3 separate regions of the Mus musculus genome follow, and all the other regions are linked to region 3. The links are chromatin contacts, called in public HiChIP or PLAC-seq maps. All regions are on one chromosome and are shown on one strand. The core of a region is the stretch at or near the end of the contact, and the rest is flanking DNA. Distances in the headings are between cores, read along the strand shown.

What was found. HiChIP or PLAC-seq counts read pairs in DNA pulled down with a chosen protein or histone mark.
Region 1: an H3K27ac HiChIP or PLAC-seq map of T-cell acute lymphoblastic leukemia shows a contact between it and region 3, with 10 times the contacts expected there. The contact joins two enhancer-like sites. A contact is called at or near these places in 3 of 39 promoter capture datasets (frontonasal cranial neural crest, hippocampal neurons and liver), 2 of 484 Hi-C or Micro-C datasets (double positive thymocytes and frontal cortex) and 2 of 115 datasets of contacts at active chromatin or transcription factors (T-cell acute lymphoblastic leukemia and double positive thymocytes).
Region 2: an H3K27ac HiChIP or PLAC-seq map of embryonic stem cells shows a contact between it and region 3, with 6 times the contacts expected there. The contact joins two enhancer-like sites. A contact is called at or near these places in 11 of 39 promoter capture datasets (the 3T3-L1 cell line, cranial neural crest, embryonic stem cells and 7 more), 4 of 484 Hi-C or Micro-C datasets (LSK cells, cerebellar granule neurons, cochlea and 1 more), 5 of 115 datasets of contacts at active chromatin or transcription factors (astrocytes, embryonic forebrain, embryonic midbrain and 2 more) and 1 of 9 other capture datasets (embryonic stem cells).

What each region holds. Positions count from the first base shown.
Region 1 is chr16:46,102,373-46,105,957 of GRCm38.p6, reverse strand. The region is part of intron 3 of Cd96 (CD96 antigen); the gene reads left to right. Among named protein-coding and RNA genes, the nearest start is that of Cd96, 16 kb to the left of the region's middle. Within about 2 kb of position 1,252, at least 31 of the 459 cell types and tissues checked have an H3K27ac peak or open chromatin away from gene starts, as enhancers often do. A contact at or near this core is called in T-cell acute lymphoblastic leukemia and double positive thymocytes, where this site is marked.
Region 2 is chr16:46,500,665-46,504,515 of GRCm38.p6, reverse strand. No RefSeq gene overlaps it. Among named protein-coding and RNA genes, the nearest start is that of Nectin3, 5.6 kb to the right of the region's middle. Within about 2 kb of position 1,950, at least 8 of the 459 cell types and tissues checked have an H3K27ac peak or open chromatin away from gene starts, as enhancers often do. A contact at or near this core is called in embryonic stem cells, where this site is marked.
Region 3 is chr16:48,584,206-48,587,736 of GRCm38.p6, reverse strand. Morc1 (microrchidia 1) reads right to left here. Exons shown (of 27, transcript NM_010816.1): 19 at 599-844. Among named protein-coding and RNA genes, the nearest start is that of Gm41458, 28 kb to the left of the region's middle. Within about 2 kb of position 2,181, at least 28 of the 459 cell types and tissues checked have an H3K27ac peak or open chromatin away from gene starts, as enhancers often do. A contact at or near this core is called in T-cell acute lymphoblastic leukemia, double positive thymocytes and embryonic stem cells, where this site is marked.

The DNA.
Region 1 (3,585 bases), core at 3-2,502, 2.5 Mb after region 3:
GAGGTAGTGACTTCTGCATATGATATGACAGGGCCATTGCACCTACAAAATCACAATAGCTGCAGGTGACTGCACAAGGCATCCGCAGGATCAAGCCAGTCAACATTCCGCATGGATGGGAAATGAATTAATGTGTCCCCACTCCCAAGTGAACAGTTATTGGCACTTGATGACTTCTGGGAGAGGGTTGATGGGTTTTCTTCCGGGATGCGGTCCCGATAGGTTGCCCACGCTCTAAAGGGCATTAAAGGACATCCCTAAGCCTATATATATAGTCAGCACTAGACTTCATGAGTTATAAAGAAGGAAAAGGAAGGAGACAGTAAAGCAGAAGGAGAAGGAGGAAGAAGGGAGAAGATGAAGAAGAACACGAATGAGAAGAAAGAATAAGAAGGAGAAGGAAAGAGAAGAAGGAGAAGCAGAAGAAGTAGAAGCAGCAGAAATAGAAGCAGAACAAGGCAGGAGGAAGAGAAAGAGGAAAAAAGAGGAAGGTGTGAGGGACAGGATGGATGGAGGGAGAGGAGACATTGCATCCGAGAGGTGGAAGAGGGGTACATAGAAGCAAAATACACCATTACATATATGAAATTCTCAAATAATATGTGTGATTGGATGTGATCAAAATACACAGTCTACATATATGAAATTCTCAAAGAATGAATAAAATGTTAAAAGAGCTTCAGATTTTTCTAGTTCAAATCATGAAGGGGGAACAGGACATTTAATATTGTTTGTTTCATCATAGTTTTCTTTAGTTTTTGCACTGTTTTATAATCAGGGAAGGAGCAATGGTTTCAGGTGCATATATGAAACCTTGTGATTTAGAAAACAACATCTTCCCTCTTACCCGGTGGCAGCTGATCGGCATTGTCCTGGGTCTTATCAAAATACAAAGGACCCGCAAAACAAGTATGGTACTGTATGCCTTTAGTCCCAGCATTTGGGAAGCAGAGGCAGGCAGATCTATTATAAGTTCAAGGTCAGCCAGACCGACCAAGCAAGTTTCAGGACAGACAGCCAGGACTACAAAGGGTTAACAGCTAGTGGTGGTTAGAGATACTCATCCTTGCTCCTGAAAATAAATGTAAGGAGTGTTGCAAGCAGCCTGCTTTGACAGTGCTGCCAGGTTTGACCGTGCTGGCAGGGTGGAGAGTGCGTGGAGAAAATGTGAAGATGTGAAGTACACTGGAGATAGAGAAGCAGGAAGCACTATGGTAAGCAATGACCATGAAAGAGCTCAGAGCACACTGCACCTGCCGGGTGTCTGCTCAATGCAGCCCGAGCTAACTCGGAGCTGGCTCCAAGCATCTGAAGCCAACCAGAGACAAGAAAGAACCACTAAACGTAACAGCACCAACGGCTCTCTGCAGAACTGGAAACCCTGATCCCACTACAAAAACCGACAGGCCTCAGCACTAACTGCAGACAAAGGAGTATGTAGCAACAATGTTCCGTGATTCAAAATGACCTATCTAGTCTCCACCAAATTTTGTTACCAGTTTGTACATAATTTAAATAAATAGTCACATCCCTTCTTGGAGCCTTGAATTTTTTTTTAACTTTTTTCTTGTGAAGTATTCATCTCAAACAGACTGCAAGCAGATAAAGCAAAGATAGCCCTCTACCTCTTGTAAGGTTTTACATAGGAAATTCACTAACAGCATGGGGTTTGAGAGAAACTGCTATGTTCAAGTCCTTACTGGCTGTGCAACTTAAGGGCTAAATTTAGGGTGAGATGTGGAAGGCCCTTATCCATGAAAGCCACATTCAGGAATGCAACACAAATCAGAAATTGTGGAGCACCACGCGCGGGAAATAAAGAGGTAGGAGACCCGTGTTCTACCAGAGCTCAGGTAGACTACTGCCGGACCCCACGGAGCGTCGGGCCTCATAGGCTGCACAACCCCGCTCCAGGTGGTAGGGTAGGCACAGTCTCGGCTTGGACTCCCACAGACCCGCTGGGTACTACGGGGAGCCGGTTTTGGCGTCCCTGGGCCATTGTCTATGTGACTGATAGTCACAGGATTATGGAGTTGAGGAGTTGATGTGGTGTCAGGCGCTTGTGTCTGGGAGCATAGGTTAAGGTTCCGTCCCTCGTAGATTTTTCTACTGGGTCTCCCCAGTAAGCCTCGCTCGACCAGAACACAGACTGCCTTTCACGGTCCAACAAGCAATCAATACAAATACTTTAATACAGCATTTTAAAAGAATATAAGGAAAGCGCATGGTGAACAGTATCAAACTTTTAAATAAAGTCCCACCTTTGGTTATTTGCTATGAGATCTCATTATATTTATATTACTGGAGGAATAGTATGTTCCAAGCAACCTGTGGTTCTTGAGTCTTCGAGGTAATCATGAATCTGGTCGTGGGTTAACAGAGGCGGGGTAAACAGAGCTGTGCATGGCTTTATAACTCTCATAGTCCGCTGTGTGTTACTGTCACAGGGCACCTGAGACTGGGGAGTTGATGAAGAACAGAGACTTATTTTTCTCACAATCCTGTAAGGCAAGAAATCCAAAAATCAAGGTGCATGGTTTAAGGGACTGGACCCTCTGCTTCAGAGACGGTTGTTTGCGTGCTGTTCTACAGATGACGACTACTATGGCCCTACATGACAGAAGACTGGAAGGGTGGAGGACAGGAAATCTACTCCCACAAACACCATTTTGTTTATATGCTTGTTTTGGGTGTGACCTTTTCTGTTTGGTTGCAGTTTTGGTAGTGTTGGCAGTGAGCTATGTTCTAGACCCTTCAAGGTCTCATTCTTGTGGGAAGAGATTTCATAGGCCAAGTGTCTCCATCTGGGCAGCACTTTCAACACTGTGACTCTGGGAAGAAGATTTAGAGGTACAGGAACAAAACCATATTAACCATAGCAATAACCCTCCAAACTTCCCATTTAGATGGGGACAACATAAATGTTCATAAAAACCACAGAGTGTTTGTGGGTACAACTAGGGAAGAGTGAACTTAGTGACCAGCTATTAAGTGTGTGGACTATATTGCTAGTTAGATTTATATAGCATATCAAAACATTTTAAAGGTTTATCAAGATGTAAACCCATAAAGTTTTTGAAGTACTTATTAACATTTTTAAAGGTAGATATTTTGTTCTCTGAAAAACAGAAAGAAAAAAAAAGTAGAAATAAAGGCTGTCTGTGTGTGGTCCCCTGCCAGTCTGCCTGCAGAGCAGGTCAACTGAGATTGTTTATACTCAATAGCAGTTGAAATATGCTGTATGTTGCAGGCCACCACAGGTGGGTCTGTATAACATAAGGCCCTATCAACCAGCATCCAGCCCTGATTTCTGTATAAAGTCTTTCTGGAATTTGTCCTAAATTTCTCATTATAGATATGCCCAAAGTTTTATATATTTTTAAATTATCTAGTGGTTCAGATTTGTTCTGTATGTATAGTCCTGAAGCATGATTTTCCTTACTTCTGAGCATCTATGCTTTAAAACCCTTTGATATGAGGACCTTCTTATTCTCCGTAGCTGCGGGAAAGTTAATTTCCTGAAGACTGGAGTAAGGGGTATAAGATAGGCTTGAATAAACTTTGCAGTGCTTCGAACATAGAGTG
Region 2 (3,851 bases), core at 701-3,200, 2.1 Mb after region 3:
AGAAATCCACCTGCCTCTGCCTCCCAAGTGCCGGGATTAAAGGCGTGAGTCACCACCACCCAGCTAATGATGGTTCTTAAATGCTCTAACCTCCCTTTTAGCCTATTACCTAGAAGGGAGGGGAAGTGGACCTGTTTAGAAAGGTTCTTTGGAGCAACTCCTGTCTGTTGTTTGGAAAGCAACCGTTCAGTGCACACATTAGCAGGGAGTTGCAACCTGATCCACTCACAAACACTTTACCAGCAGTCCAGCTTGGTGGAGTTGGGATAGCAAACATGAATAACTGGCAGCGGCACCACCTAGCAGAGGCAGCCAGGCCTCAGCCTAGGCATGCACGAGTCAGCAGGAGGGACCCGGAGGAAAGCCAGGAGAAGCTCTTGTCTGTACCTCTCTCAAGGAAGTGACAATCAGTGAAGCTGTGAGACCCACAAGCATTGCACAGCTAGCTCTATAAGCAGGACAAGCTCAGCCTGTGTCACTGTCCACTGAGTCCTCTTTATGCCCTCCAAACATCACATGCCCTCCACGGGTCTTGCCTCAGCACGTGTGTCTGTCTCAGCTGACCATCACTCTGTCAATCAGCTTGAGTCAGTGGAAGTCCCAAGAGACTGCAGCACACCACTAGAAGGTTTTTGTTTTTCGTTTGTTTGTTTGTTTGTTTGTTTGTTTTTTGGTGTGTTTCTCTCTATGGAGTCATAACAAATGCAGCTCAGCTACACAATGTAAGGTGGTCCAATACATGTGTGGTGTGTTGTTAGCAAAAATCCTTCATTTATGTGTCCTTTCACATGCTCACTTTAGCAGAACATCACCTGTGTCTACTTCAGCTAAATATTCCTTCCGGAGGCTGCCTTAGTCTTTTGCCTGTGTCCACTTTAGCTAATTGTTCTTTCAGGTGGTGTTTGCTCCAGCAGAACACCCTCCAAATGACTTCCCAAAGAATCCTTAAGTTCCTATTTCATAGGATGGCACACATTCTTAAAAAAAAAACAAAACAAAACACCCCAAGCCACACCAACACAATAGCCCAAACAGAAATCTTGCTATGTTTGGTTTTAGTGCTGTGAAGGGATCCCATGACCAAGGCAACTCTTATAAAGGCAAACATTTAACTGGGGCTGGCTTACATTATCAGAGGCTCAGTCCATTATCATCACGGCAGGAAGCATGGCAGCCTGCAGGGTGATATGGTGCTGAAGGAGGAGCTGAGAGCTCTACAACTTGATTGAAGGCAGCCAGAAAGAGATGCCCTTCTGCACTGGATGGAGCTTGAGCACTAGGAGACCTCAAAGCTCATTTACAGTGACTCGCTTCCTCCAAGGCCACACCTATTCCAACAAAGCCATGCCTCTTAATAGTGCCACTTCCCATAGGCCGAGCATATTTAAACCACCACATCTGCCAACCTGAGTTCATTTTAATCTTCGGTTTTATATCCCTTGTGCACTACCCTCTAGCAACACAGAAATGCTTGTGGTTTCCAGAGCATATAGTGACATGTCATGTGTTTGGAACTTCCAACTGTCATTCTTTCTTTCTCTTTTCTTTCTCTCCCTCTTTCTCTTCCTTCCTTCCTTCCTTCCTTCCTTCCTTCCTTTCTCCCTCCCTTTCTCTTATCTTTATGGAAAACTCCAGGCCAGACTTTAAGACTGTCCAAATGTTGTTTTTATTGTAAAGCTTTCCCAGTCTTCTTTAGGTAAAACTTAGCCCTCCTTCTCTGTTCCCTTTAGAGTACGCATCTTTAAATGGATGCTATCACCAGTAATAGGGCTAGTTCAATTATATCTGTCAATCCAACCAACTTTATTATTGAACAACTCAGTTTTATTGTTAACATTCTGTCTAAGCTCCTCCCCACAGTTACCTGGCAACAGCCAGGTATGCGCCTCCCCACAGTTACCTGGCAACAGCAAGGTAGCCCAGCCCACTATAAAAGGGGCTGCTTGTCCCCTTCTCCCTGTCTTGTTCTCTTGCTTCCCTCTTAAACCAAAACAGGGGAAGGAAAGAGCCCAAGAGGGCGGAGCATACCTGGCTGTTGCCTGGTAACTGTGGGGTGAAGCTTAGACAGAATGCTAACACTTGTAGCATAGCTCTGCTTTCTGCCTGAATATGTTTCTTTTCAAACTATGTTCTTTGGAATGCTGGCATTATCATAGAAGGGTAGGGAGGTAAGCTACATTTTGCCAGTAGTCAGATGTGTGATACGTGCAGGCTGTCCCTGTGGGCTTGAGGAGTCCAACTCTTTTCCGAATAATCTATTAACCCCATAATGACTCTTAAATTAAGTCAACATGTGTAAATGAAATAAATCAGCCAAGCCACATAAAATGAGACGTTTGTATCTGGATTTTAAAATACCTGGATTAAAAAACAAAACAAAACAAAACAAAACAAAAACGACTAAGACCCATTTGTTTATTACTAAGGTAACAACATCATCTCACTGCTCTCAAGATCACCTCTGCTAAATGTCGAGCTCTGCCAAGGAAATACAAAGTTTTGCAATTTGGACTTGCGGCTGTGTATCGATGGAGTGATGTCGGCTCTCTGCTGTTTTAACAGTTTTACATAGAGAAAAACAACATCTATAAGTAAGGATGTAAAGAAATAATCAGAGAAAAACTGAGCATGGGGGTCTGATGATGGAGGCCCAAGTTATTTAACAGAGAGAAGTTTATAAAAGAAAGTGTTACAAAGGTGTTGGAAGGGGTCTCTGTGTTAAGAAGGAGCATATGAAATCTCCTAGAGAGGGGGCTTTATGTGGTAGGAAGGAAGTTATTGCTTTTAGAGTCCTGAAAACAAAGGGGAAAATTTGGATTATCCGAGCTCAGAAGTTCAGGGAAGAGATGCTGAGTTCCGGAGTGCTCCTCTGAGGAACGAATAAGAAGAGCTTCTCTGGGGTGGGTAGCTTTGAAAGGCTGTGAAGAGTGTGATATGTAGAGTTGTTAAACAGAAAGTCTGGAAGCGAGTCCTAAAGACAAGATAACTTAGAATTACTGGGTGGGGGCGCAGATGCTGTTGGGAGCAACCAAGGGAAAGAAGCAAGCCCTAGAATGTAGTGACTTACTGATAGAACTAATCAGGAAGCCAGACTATAGACTGTAGAATAGCAGCCCTGGCCTTTGGAAACGAGAGTGCAGAATTCTGGGAGTATACAGTCAAGAGACAATAGTTGAAAACACAGCACCAGAAGAACACGCTCAACCAGTAAAGTGCTTGCATATGCGAGGAACTGAGTTTAGATCTCTGCTGGCCTGGCCCAACCTTGTGGCATTAGCTTCGGTCTTGGTCTTGCTCTGGCTCACTCTGCTCTATTTGTGTCCTTGGGGCTGTTCTCTCATTGTGAATCTTCCTGGTCCTTTTCCTCCTAGTCCATCTTCTCTTCCCCTACTCCTCCCCCCCCCCCACCCCGCTTTTTTTCTCCAGAGCCAACTGGGATTGGAAGTCCCACCCTATAATTCTCTTTTGGCCAGCTAATTGGCTACCCAGCTCTTTAGTAACGAATCCGAGGTGATGGAAAACAATCTTTACACATCTTAGAGACAGGAGATGCTTCAATAGCATGACAATGACAATGTCCAGACTGCAACTAGATTTCTGGCCACAGCAATCAGCATCTGAATACACAGGGCACAAAACAATCCAGGAGCTAAGAACCAAACCTGTTTTCCCAGTGTTAGAGGAGTCAACACAGAAGGATCTCTAGATCTCCCTGGTTAGGAAAGTTTAGCTTATTTGATGAGATACAGTTTAGTGAGAGGCCCTGTCTCAAAAAAAGAAGTATCCAGGAAGATAGTCAATACGGATTCATGCCTTCACGTGCATGTGCACGAATTGTCAGAATCATTTTC
Region 3 (3,531 bases), core at 932-3,431:
AATTGGGACCAGCTTAAAGTGCTGGAGGAGTGGAGAGTTCTACATCTTCATACAAAGGCAGCCACAAAGCAACAATCTTCTGCAAGCACCCAGAGTCTCTTCCTCACTAGGCAGAGTTTGACCCTAGGAGCCCTCAAAGCCTGCCTACACAGTGACAAGCTTCCTCTAACAAGGCCACGCTTATCCCAATGAGGCCACACCTCCTTAATAGTGCCACTTCCCATGGGCCAAGCATTTTCAAAGCACCACACCATGGCTGCTATAAGTTAGAAGTTTCTCCAGTCATTCTCTTCTGTTAAATACAAATGTGAGCTCTTTTCCCATCCAGGCATTCTTTGGGGCACTGTCACTTGGCTGAGTTCTCCAAATTGTGCTGATATTAGCAATCTAACTTTTCTTCCAAAGTAGAAAACCAAAGGGAAAAAATAGAAATTGGGACCTTATCCAGCAAACACAGGTTGCAATGTACATCCCATAATTAGAGTGAGCTAAAAATGTGAAAATGAAGCAAAACCTTTACCACATGCTATTTCCAGAACAAGGGAATTATTATATATTTTGTGAATAAGAGAAAAGAATGGGGGGGGGGGAGACATGCCTGGGCTGTGTCCTCGAGTTTGAGGTTTTCCAATAGAGCTGGAGCGTGACCAGGCTGCAGGTACTTCACGGTCTTCTTCACAGACTTCTTCGGAATCTTCGTCATGCAGATGAACTCCACGTCCGAGTGAGTATCCTCTGTGCTCCTCTTTTGGCTTCTTTGCATGAACGAAAGCTTAACAGATGAGGGACTGCCCTGAGTCAGGTCTGCCCCTGAAGGCTGGATTCTCCCAAGTTTGGATTTTTCCTTAATTAAAAACAGTAAGACATAATTTTATGAGTTGTAGTTGCATCATTTATGATGAATTACTATCTTCTCTCATGACACTCCATTATATTTTTATGTATGTAATGTAGTTTAATTATATTTACCCCCTAGTCTTGCCCACCAGTTTCTCCCAGATCTCCCCAATTTATGTTCAAATGTGAGTGGTACCCATAGATTCATATATTTCTGGTTTTTTGGTTTTTTGAGACGGGTTTTTCTGTGTAGCCCCAGCTGTCCTGGAACTCACTCTGTAGACCAGGCTGGCCTCGAACTCAGAAATTCGCCTGCCTCTGCCTCCAATTGCTGGGATTAAAGGTGTGAGCCACCACGCCCGGCCCTATTTCAGGTTTTAAAAGCTCATACCATTCCCAGTTAGTATGCTTTCTTATATCCTATGCATATTTTTCTCCTCCCTCCCTCCCTCCCTCCCTCCCTCCCTCCCTCCCTCCCTCCCTCCCTTCCTCCCTCCCTCAGATATAAGTTCTCTGCTATGGTTTTAGTTCTCCTGCCATGCCTCCCTGCCTGTTACAATGCTCCCCACTTCCCGCAATGAATAAGAATCCTCTGGAACTGTAAAACTCTACATTAAATGCTTTCTTTTCCAAGTTGCCTTGGTCATGCAGCTAAGAGACATCCACCCCCTTTTCAATTTCACGTCCTGTTTTTTTTTTTTTTTTCTTAAATCCACTAGGTCCAACTCATGCTGCCTATATTCACACAGGTGTGGCATCATCCACTGGAGCAAGGCCATGCCTCTGAAGAAAAATAACTCTCCTTTCTATAAAAGTCATCCTCTGCAAATAGCGCCTCCACTCAGGTCTGGGATTTGTGTGTTCCTCCCTCACCCATGGTAGAATGTAGACTGCCTTGGTCTTGGGCAAACTATAGATGCACGTAGCAACAGCTCCTGTGCTTATGGGTGCAACGGCCCTGCCACGCTCAGAAGACACTGATTCATAGAAGATCGCCCTGATCTCTGACTCTTAGAAGCCTCCTCCGTGATGTCCTCTGAGCCTTGTGGGGCAGAGCATGATGTAGACTGAGGTTGAGCATAAAGGGCCAAGCATGCCCTAGACATGTTTTCTCTGCACTTCTACCCATTGTGAGGCTCGGGATTATCAGGCGTGTTTCTCACTACTAATAAAAAGTTCAAAAATAAAAAGGTTTGACTGCATCCTTCAGTAGTAAATAGTTCACGCGGTGGATTCAGCAGGAGCTGCAGACGTGGGCTGAATGCAGAGACCTGACTTTGAGAACACACAATGCAACTTCACTTCCTGCCAGAGGAAGTGCATGTGAGGTGAGGCCAGTTTGCATTTTCAGGCTAATCCCACATCTCACATCCTGAATCCCGCCCCTGCTGGCTACTGTTTTCTAGCCCTTAGCTAGAGTCTCCTCTCTATGCTAGAAGCCAAACAGAACTAAGGGACTTTGGGGTAGAATGTTGGTGCTTTTCTAGCATTCCCAAGTTTCCTGCTGGTGATGAGTTGCTATCCAGGAGAACCAACTTTAATACAAAGAGAACATACTGCTCTTGTGCCTGATTCTGAAATTCAGCTATGTAGTGAGTTAGGTAAATTTCTATGAAAGGAAGGAGCAAGGTTATGAGCTCATGTGCATTCCAACTTATTACTGGGTTCAGGAGTTTTTAGTGCCTGTATAGAATACAAAAAATGCAAGCAGCAGCAACCCAAACTAAAGGGACACGCTTGAAGCAAATGCTTCAGTATTTCAAGCAAACATGGAGAAATTTCGAGACATAAGATATGTACATCTTTGTCTATTAAGACCTATGAAAGCCGGGCATGGTGGCGCATGCCTTTAATCCCAGCACTTGGGAGGCAGAGGCAGGTGGATTTCTGAGTTCGAGGCCAGCCTGTTCTACAAAGTGAGTTCTAGGACAGCCAGGGCTACACAGAGAAACCCTGTCTCAAAAAACAAAAAACAAAAAACCCCAAAGACCTATGAGCTGTTAAAGGTTGGGGAGAAGGCAAGCAGAAAGACTTGAGTTTGGATCTCCAGCACCCACATAAAAAGCCAGATGCAGTGCTGCGTATTTGTAACCTCTGGGAGGTGAGGACTTATGGCTGCTTAAGCTTGCTGACCAGAGATAGTTAGGCAAGGTGGTAAGCTCCAAGTTTATAGAGAGGCTCTATCTCACATCGTTGGAGAAGACACATGATGTTAATTGTTGACATGCACATACACATGGACACACACAAAAACATATGCACATACACATAAACAAAATAGGGGCAATTTGAAACTGTCAGGTTTCCTATACATTCTTGTGTCTAATATAGCTGAGCAGCTCTGAGGCCTCACAACTATTCCTTTTTAAAGATGCTCAAATGATTCAAATGTCCTCTGCACTTGATTTTATGTTATTATAGTGTGTATGTGAAGAGGAGGCAAAACTTCACTATGTACCACCCGGCAGGCTGCAAGCTGGGAGACTCGGCTATTCTAGAACTTATGGCAGTCCTCTTGCCTCTGCCCCCCTGGTACTGATATTGCAGGTATGAGTTACAAGGAGGGATCCTTGTAAAACTGATAAATATAATATTATATGACATTTAGCAAAATTAAAAATCAAGAAAGAGCTTGAGGACACGAACCCACTTTCAAAAGCTGGGTACAGTGACACACACTTATAATCCCAGTAT